2 separate regions of the Mus musculus genome follow, and region 1 is linked to region 2. Evidence: chromatin contacts called from public promoter capture Hi-C data. All regions are on one chromosome and are shown on one strand. Each heading gives the region's core, a stretch centred on a gene start, on an enhancer-like site or on the middle of the called end of the contact. The rest is flanking DNA. Distances are from core to core; before and after follow the strand shown.

Region 1 (4,952 bases), core at 128-2,627, 100 kb after region 2:
TGTGTTTCTTCCTTCTTCCTCATGGCCTTCTTGGTCCTTATTGCTGATTCTGATAAAAAATCATTACTACCTTGATTGATCAAGGATGGAACATTTGGGGATGTGATGAATGCATTGCAGCAACAGGAATCGTTTGTAGAAAATGCAGATGAAGTTGATGATAGTCATAGAGTTCAAGCTTGAAGGGGGCCTAAAAGTCCCATTCAGGATGAGCAAGAGTTTATTAAGAATGAGCTAGGCATTCCTGTAAGAATAGTTGTGGAAGGAAGCAGTAATTAGAGGCAGATGGTGGGCCCCTCCTATATACAGGGAACCCTATAAGTTAAGAATAACTGCAGGACCTTTACCTTATACAGGGGCCTATGATGAGAATGAAGATAGATGGCTAAATATTAATGGAGAGAGAATTTTATACTATACATTAAATTTTATGGAGTGACTTGCCAGAGAGCAAGGCCTCCTTGGTGTGTGATGACAAACAGAGGTCAGAGAGCAATCATAAGGCAAATACATAGCTATTGGAGAAAATATAAGGGCCTGTTCTCTAAAGAGGGTTTGATAGAAGCAGTCACAAAATTTCCAAATTGGCCATGTAAGACCCCAACTCCTATGTGTTTCTTAGGCCCCTAGAAATGAAGCCCAGCATGGGGTTCTTTGTTCTTTTCTCCTCAGCCTGAAAGAAAGGTGACTGCTGGGTGACCCACCCAGGCATTTGACCCTTTGTGGAAAGGGACCAAGAATGTTTCACACAACCTCCCCTGTCTGTCTCTGTTATCTAATCTTCCCCTCACTTTCCCAGAGAGGTGAGCTGTAATTCACCATCCCTGGTTTTTACAATGTTTACACAACTTCCCCAGCCTCTGTGATCTAACCCTCCCCTCACTTTTTGGGAGAGAGCTGTAATTCACCATTCCCCCCCCCCCCCCCCCCCCGTTGTTGTTTTTTTTTTTTTTTTTTTTTTTACGATGTTTAACCTATCCTTCCCTCACTTTACAATTCATTCTTTAAAAACCCTGGACTGCAATTACTGGGGGTTGATCTCCTCTGCCCCGGTGTGGGTTACAAGCTCAGCCTCAGTATGCTGATAATATTTGAATAAACCTCATGCAATATTGCATCAAGAACGGTTTCTCTCAAGTATTGGGGCATTGGCTCATCCCGGGACTAGAGCGAGGGTCTCCCCAGAAACGGGGGAGGGGGGGGTCTTTCAGCCAGAAGGCCCATAGAATTGTGAAGTTGGTATAAGTTAAAGTTAATCTTCTGACTGTATTTTGTAAGCCTCGGCTGGCAAAATTCTAAGAATAGGCTGACCACTGTCTGGGTGTCAAGATATTTCTCAAGAACTGCTTCCTGTTTGATAGTTTTGGTTTCAAGATAACTTGTTAATGTTTATCACTGGGGTATGAGATGCTCCATGTAATGGCCTGTAAGCCAAACACTGTGCTCCTCATTGAGTGTACATAACCTCAGCTGATAGCAAAGCAAATCACAGCAGCTCCCTATTCAGGCCCCACTGTCTGAAGTTCCACCATCTCCAGGGGTCTGTTCTGACTCTGACTCTCTCACCTCACTTTCCTCCTGAGTTCTTGGAAAAGCAAGGTCTGTTTTTTTCTTTGTTCTTCCCTCAGCAAAGTAGGAACTCATCACACTGTTCTCTGGAGCAAGTGTTTGTAAGTTCAGTCTAAAGTCCTGTGTGGCTGCAGGACACATGGAAATACCAAATTCAGTCTTGCACTGGGCATGAGTCCTTGGTTATTTCTAGCAGTTTCTAACAGCCAAGGATTGAGAAAGCTGGCAGGAATTGGGTTAATAATGGTCACTACTGAATAATGATCACAGTCCTGATGAGGAGGACGGAGACTGTGAAGACTCACCTGTCCTCAGGTCTGTGCCCGACTCCTTAGTCTCTGGTACCCACCCTAGGGACAGAAGAATCACATCCCTGAGCATCAGCATAAAGCACATTTCTGTCATCTGGAGGGGGTGGCAGAGAACATCTCCCCCGTGTGGCATGACTGAGGCAGATTGCCAGTAGGACTGGATGGTGGAGGAAAGAGAGTGGGGCTTGGGATGTGCATGGCTCCAGAGAACCCTGACTCATTCTCTGAGGTTGAAAACAGAGAAGAGAAAAGAAAGACTGAGGAGATTCTCAAAATTCCTTTAAGAGAATCCAGGAGCGTTCATGCAGGGTTTGTGCTCTTTCAAGCTAGCTCAGTTCCCACCATCTCAAGTAATCCACACGCTGTGGATCCCAGCCAGTTCCTAACCTGGAGGCCCACTTCTGGCTTCTACCATTTACTAGGCAGACCATCAGAGGTGGGCAACCTCCCAGCAGTGCTCAGAAGACCTGATGCCCAGGTGCCTATTGCAGGGCTTCCTAAGTCTTTGCCTCGAGTCCTTCCTTCTCATCTGAGAAATGTTTACATGACCACAGATGTTTCATTTCCTGTGGCTGTGGTAAAACACCCTGACAAATCAACTTAGGGGAAACGGGCTTATTTATACTCGGTTGCAGATTACAGTCCATCATGGGGGAGTAGAAGCTTGGGAGAGCTGGCCACACTTCTGCAGTCAAGAGTAGAGAGCAGTGAGTTCAGGTTTGCATGCCCACTACTGCCTCTTCATACAATCCGGGACCCAAACTCAGGGAGGAAAAGTGTCTCCCACTGTTAGGGCCCCCACATCTATTAAGGTTATCAGTATCCTCTCCACACAGACCTGTACACACAATATCTCATCTAGGCAATCCCTGGTTGACACCCTCTTCTCAGATGACTCTAGATTGTGTCAACTTGATATTCAAACTAAAGCTCACGCTAGGTACAGAGATCTATAAAACAGGTAGGTAAAGCAAACACTTACTGACAGTAGATCATAAATAATTTCTTTTAAACAACTCTTTGGTGTGCACGTAATTGTGCTGTTTATTAAAGCTGAATACAAATGTTTGTACCTGTGAGATAGATGTGCTGTTTGTCTGACACAACCCAATCTAACCTTAGACATCTCTGATAGCTACACACTGTATAGTCAGGTCCTCCAGAGGAACACACGGATAGGATGAGTATAGGGGTTAAAAGAATTTATCTGGGGACGGAGAGATGGCTCTGTAGTTAAGAGCACTGGCTGCTCTTCCAGAGGACTTGGGTTTTGATTCCCAGCACCCACATGGTGTTCACCACCGTCCCTAACTCTAGTTCCAGACAGTCTGCCATCCTTTTCTGGCCTCCACATACATTGTGCACTGACCACGTCAGCTCAGTCAGTCAACAGGTTCTCCAGCCCAGGAGTGAGGATTAAAAAGAAAAAAACACAATTAGACAACATTATAGTATGGTCCCAGCTAGTTCTGAGGCTGAGGCAGGTTTATTTTTTCCCAATCTGCTTGGTTTTTTTTTTTTTTTTTTTTTTTTTTTGGAGACAGGGTTTCTCTGTAAAGCTCTGGCTGTCCTAGAGCTCACTCTGTAGACCAGGCTGGCCTCGAACTCAGAAATCCACCTGCCTCTGCCTCCTGAGTGATGGCATTAAAGGCGTACGCCTCCGCCACCACCACCGCCCAGCTCCCAATCCGCCTTTAAAGGTAATAAACAAAGTACCCTGATCACTCCCATGATAGCTGTTTCTAAGGTCTCCTCAGGTTGATCAAAACATCTGAGCCTCCTTTTTTGTTCTACCCTAAAAATAGATTCCTGTCTGAACTTACTTTCTCTTTCTAGCCTAAAATTAGATTCCTGCCTGAAGTCCATTTCCTTGTCCATGGCCAAAGTCAGATTCCTGCCAAGCTGCCCCCAAAGCTCCTCATAGTATGCACACAGCACAGATATACAAGCAAGGGAAACACCCATACACATAAAGCACAAATAAAAGTCACAAACCGGGCAGTGGTGGCACACGCCTTTAATCCCAGCACTCGGGAGGCAGAGGCAGGCAGATTTCTGAGTTCGAGGCCAGCCTGATCTACAAAGTGAGTTCCAGGACAGCAAGGGCTAAACAGAGAAACCCTGTCTCGAAAAAAAAAATTAACAACCGTGTCTCATACCTGAGAGGAAGAGAACTTGGTGGTCTCTAGGATCTTGGGGCAGGGAGCCTCAGCAGTGGGAGGAGCCTGTTCTCCTCCTCCCCACCCCCACCCCCAGCTGTGTGTCACTGGAGAAACCAACATCTGGTAGTTTTTCAGTCCACAAAGAGGGATGTTTCAACAATCCCTGTCCTACACCAAATGCATGGAAGGTTCCTGGAAGCCACTGGTCCTCACTCAACAACTGGAGTCTGTTAACGCTGGTTCTGATAGCAAGAAGGAGGCAGCAGCAGTAGGGGGATGGAGGCTGTACAGAAGCAGAGGATGGGTGAGCAGCCTTCCCTCTGTTCTGTTCATCTGCCTTGCTAGCACAAAGCACCGACCTCTGCAGGCCTGCCTCAGCAGGACAGTCAGGACTGTTTCAAGCGAGGATCCTTGCTCAGGTGAGTCTCAGTGTTCCAAACTCATACTAAACCAGCCATCACCCAACTCGGTGGGACGACGTAAGAAGATATCACAAGTCTTTGTTGTCTGTGACTGAACCATTATGTTTCCATAAGAGCAGAAAACATTAGATGCACAGTAAGAAATCACGGCGATTCCTAGCACATAATAGTCTCAGGTCTGATCTGTGTGTGGCGTTCTCAGCAGCATGCAACAGAGCAGAGCAGTCCATGCACTGCGAAGTGTGCATGCATGTGCTCAGAAGCAAGGCTGTAGTGAACGTTCATAACACAACTGTAGCTATCCAGTAGCTTACTGGCCAGCAGGGCTCACCTGAAGGAAGGGCTGGCAATGAAGAGGGCAGGGATGGAGAGAAACATGAAGCCAAGACGAAGTTCTGATCAAATCTCCAAGTTTGATATTCAGTATAGTGTATATATAGGGAAAAACCACAAAACCCATCCCCAGGAGAATACTGCGAGATAGCAAA
Region 2 (4,434 bases), core at 762-3,261:
GCATTAGATGAGTCAGATTCTGGAAAAATTACTTTTATCACATCAGTGAAAGCATACACACACATAGATGATAAGATAAATATGGTCTGTACATATGGTATATTGAGAAAACAGCTGAGAAAATGATGATATCTGATTCAACATTAGATAAGTTGAATGAAGTAGGGAAATAAATGCATCTGGTGTTCTTTTTCAGCATCTAATACCACTGGGGCAAAGATGAGTGGTACTTATCTGCTCTGCCTTCTTGTAGATACTTTGAGTAGGAAACATAAAAATAAATATACAAGTTAGAGGGATATTTGTAACCTCCCATTCTGAGACCTACAAACAGTGACTGAACTATTGTGCTCTGTGTTCAGTTTCAGTCTGGAAGGCTTGACAGGAGGAGGTGTTGGAAATAAGCCATCCTCGTCTCTAGAAATGAGCTCTGCAAACTCCAGCGAGCTCAGAAACCCTTTCGGTGGTGAGGAACAGAGAAACTCTTTGATGTCACTTTCAGAAGAACATCTGGAGCCAGACCAGAGACAGCATCATAGGATGTTTGATCAGCAGGTAAGGCTAAAATAAGTATGGAATGCTGATGGGTGTGGTAGTGGAATATTACCCCCAAATATGACCTCATTTTTGTGCTTTTTATTAGTACTAGTAAATACTAGTACTTACCTATTAAATAGTATCTTCAGTTCTAGCAATAACACGCTTTTAGAACTAAACATGAATATTTAAAAATACATCAGTTGGTCTGGAGAGATGGCTCAGTGGTTAAGAACACTTACTGCTCTTGCAGAGGACTGACATTTGGTGCCTAGCACCCACATAAAGTGGCTTACAGTCATCCATGACTCCAGTTCCAAGGACCTAGTATCTTCTTCTGACCTCCAGGGGCACCAGACATGAATGTAGCATGGATACATGCATTCAGATAAAACACTCTATACAAAAATAATAATAAATATAAAATATTATTTTTTAAAAAGAATACATTAATCTATACAGATTTAAATATTCCATCACAGCAAATGTTTTAGGATTAGGAATGTATTCAGTTCATTGTAAATTGAGTTTTAAAGTATATTGCATGTCATTATTAAATTTAGCAATTTGAAAATCCATGCCCCATGGTTATTCCCTAGAGAAAATATGGTCTTTGTGTCAATCATACTGCTCAAGAAAGTCTGTTGATCCCTCCCTTACCTGTGAGAGCTTCATGCCCCTGAGAAGTTTGGCAGATGACCTTTCTTTTAGTAAATGGTACTAATTATCATTGCTATCTTTCTGACTTAATCTTTCTAGATGAAGTCAACACATCTAGATAAATATCCGCATTTTTGTACCATGGTGTGCTGTGCTGTGCTGTGCTGTGCTGTGCTGTGCTGTGCTGTGCTGTGCTGTGCTGTGCTGTGCTGTGCTATGCTATGCTATGCTATGCAATGCATAGTCCTCATAGAGCTTCCATCTTACCTTTAGTTCCTCTTGTGCACAGCCTCAGAGTGGGTGTTGTGCTGCATGTATCTTTCTGATCTAGACAAGTTGCCTGCAGTCAACTTCCTCTTAAAAGTCTGCTGTTCTCGGAGGTCATTTTTCAGACCTCACAGTTGTATTTGAAACATAGCAACTGTTTGCCTCAGATTCCATGGTTACACATGGAACAAGCTCTAAATAATCAGAAATCTCTGGCCCAAATGAGTGAGTGCATGCTAGGAGGAGACGTTCAGTATCTCAATTTGTGTGAATCAGAAAAAGGCAGATTTCATCTTGTGAGAGTATTCGAATGAGCTGTCTCAAAATGAAAGACACATGAGACCCTTATCACCAGAAGTAAAAAATGGTTGCTTCCGGGATGTTAAAAGGAGCCTCTGCTTTTGCTTGGGCTACATGGCTTTTAAAATGCTATGGATTTAAATTGCCAGTAACTACTGAGGAAGTTAAGTTACTAAATTGCAGTCACCCTGTGTTCATGTACAGTCAATCTAAGAGGAAGTGAAAGAGATTTCGCCTCTTCCCAGATGCAACGCTGCTTTGCTACTGCTCTTGAACTGCTTTCTGCTCACATCTCAGTTTCCAAGTCCTTATAATCAGAATAACAACATGTCCTATTGTCAATCTCTGAAGACAGTTTGATTTTTCAAAGCAGCAGTGCTCTATGTAATTTGGTACCTCTGATGAAGTTACTTACCAGGTTGTGTGACCAGCAAATACCTAGTGAGTTCTTACTCAATTTGAAACCTTATTAAATGCTCTGAGGGATGGAAACCCACTGTAAATGGTGAATACTCACCAGTTCCAGGAGGAACAAGGAGGCTTAGAAAGCTAAGCAGCTAAGTACCAGTTAAGTGGCAGAGGCAGACTGGATTCCACTTCTTCCTTCACTAAGTTGGGTCAATGCAAATTCTGCACGTCTATATATATGAATATGTACTTAGAACTCATCCTCCATTTTTTTTTAATTTTGTAGACATGTTACAGGTCTAAACAACAGGGATTTAACTACTGTACATCAGCCATTTCTTCTCCATTGACAAAATCCATCTCATTAATGACAATCAGTCATCCTGGATTGGACAGTGAGTATATTACTTTTTTAAAAAAATTAAGTATACCTTAACTACTTTTCTTATCAATTTTCTTATTTTGGGATCTTATTAACTTCTAAAATGTGTCTGCTTCTTCTTTGGACTGTCTTTATACTTAACCATAACTGCTAAGATATCAGTTTTTAACCCTTCCTCTTGGTATATAAAAGCCTCTTTGATGCGTACATTATATTCATTATATTGTGGAGTTTAAATATGACACTATTTTTAAAAGGATTTTTTAAATAATTTCAGACTTGAAAATGGGTAAAATGACTCTCACTGAAGAAATACCTAGCAAGAAAAGTACATGGAAAAAATATCAAGAACTTGTGCATTCTTCCCTCAAATTACCAAATGTTACAATATTTCATATTTTTCCAGAATACTCCCTTTCTTTATCACTCTCCTTCAGAGCGTAGGTTTCTGTACCCCTAAGTAATTTAATATGTCTCTTAAAAACAAAGATACCTTTCTTATTACCTGAATCAGGGGATTAATCCTGATCAAATTAATCTAATATAGACACAGTTCAGTTTTTCTCACCTTTTCCTGGGTCCAGGATCCTGTCTAAGAACAGATGTTAAAATGAGTATTTATGTCACAGTAGGCTCCTTAAATCTAGAAATATTTTTCAAGTGATCTTGCTTCTGCTGAACTTCACAGAAGACAAATTAATTCTAGCAGTCAGAAATTTCAAGCTCAAGAGACAGAGCTGAAGAACATTTTTACTTAAGTACAGGAGGATTAAATCTGAAAATGACTACTAAAACTTCATGCAAATGCAGGTCAGTTGGCTGTCGAGGGTATATTGACACGTGGGATTTATAAACACAAGGCCTGTGTGCATAAAAAATGCTTTCAAGCATTTTAATTGTATAAATATTTGTTACCAACTTATTCCCTTAAGGAACCTTTTTTTATTATTAAGATTTTTGTGTAATGTGTATGGGTGTTTTACCTGCGTTTACATCTGCACCACATGCATGCCATGCTCACAGAGTCCAGAAGAGGGCATTGGCACCTCTGGAACTGAAGTCACAGATACAGCTGTAAGTTAACATGTAGGTACTGGAAATCAAACCCAGGTTATGTGGAAGAACAGCCATTGCTCTTAACCACTGAGCCATCTGTCTAGCTCTAGGAACCTGTTTTAAAAATTGATCTTCAGTGAGTAGTTAGAGTGTGCGATCCTGGTGCAAAGATTAAATCTGAAAGGGAGTAATGCACATGGTCTTCACTACAGGGCCAGGTGTTCTGGGAACTAAGCACAAGCTCCCGGTGTCTATGGTGTTTTTGCAGCATCCTCTGAAAATTTAATTCAAAAGATCTGGAGACGAATGTAGCTGCCCTTCATTAGTGAATTCTGTCTTTCATCTTGGCTAACTGGATGTTTAATCTTAACAGATTTTCACAATAGAGTTACGGCATTAAGGATGACTCTCTAGCTGTGTAATCATGAGCACCTGCATTTGGATCCCAGTGTCTACATAGCAAGCTAGGCTTGCTCTCAGGCTTTTCTGTGACCCCCAGCATTGTAAGGGGGGTGGAGAGAGGCAAGAGGACTACTCACTGCCTTCCAGCCTGGCTAAGGAACATGAACTCCAGGTTCAAGGAGACCCTGACTCTCTTCTGGTTTCCTGTGTGTATACACCTGAACATAAATATATACACATGCATGCTTTAAGGGCAGTTGGACCTGCTGTTCAGTTCCTGTTGAGCATGTATGGGGTGCCCCCATCTCACGAGTTCTAGGATTATAGGCATACACCATCACACTCAGTTTACAGTCAGTTTTTCATAAGGTAGTTTAGCTGATGTTTTATGTAAGCACATATAATGATGAATGAATGATTGG

Evidence for each region. Capture Hi-C pulls out chosen DNA fragments and counts their contacts.
Region 1: a promoter capture Hi-C map of liver shows a contact between it and region 2. The contact joins two enhancer-like sites. A contact is called at or near these places in 3 of 115 datasets of contacts at active chromatin or transcription factors (the 230-238 cell line, CD8 T cells and microglia) and 2 of 9 other capture datasets (liver and pancreatic islet).

What each region holds. Positions count from the first base shown.
Region 1 is chr7:75,786,209-75,791,160 of GRCm38.p6, forward strand. No RefSeq gene overlaps it. Among named protein-coding and RNA genes, the nearest start is that of AU020206, 6.6 kb to the left of the region's middle. Within about 2 kb of position 1,378, at least 93 of the 459 cell types and tissues checked have an H3K27ac peak or open chromatin away from gene starts, as enhancers often do. A contact at or near this core is called in the 230-238 cell line, CD8 T cells, liver and 1 more, where this site is marked.
Region 2 is chr7:75,684,755-75,689,188 of GRCm38.p6, forward strand. It overlaps Akap13 (A kinase (PRKA) anchor protein 13), which reads left to right. Exons shown (of 37, transcript NM_029332.1): 13 at 363-555; 14 at 2,459-2,567. Among named protein-coding and RNA genes, the nearest start is that of AU020206, 95 kb to the right of the region's middle. Within about 2 kb of position 2,012, at least 115 of the 459 cell types and tissues checked have an H3K27ac peak or open chromatin away from gene starts, as enhancers often do. A contact at or near this core is called in the 230-238 cell line, CD8 T cells, liver and 1 more, where this site is marked.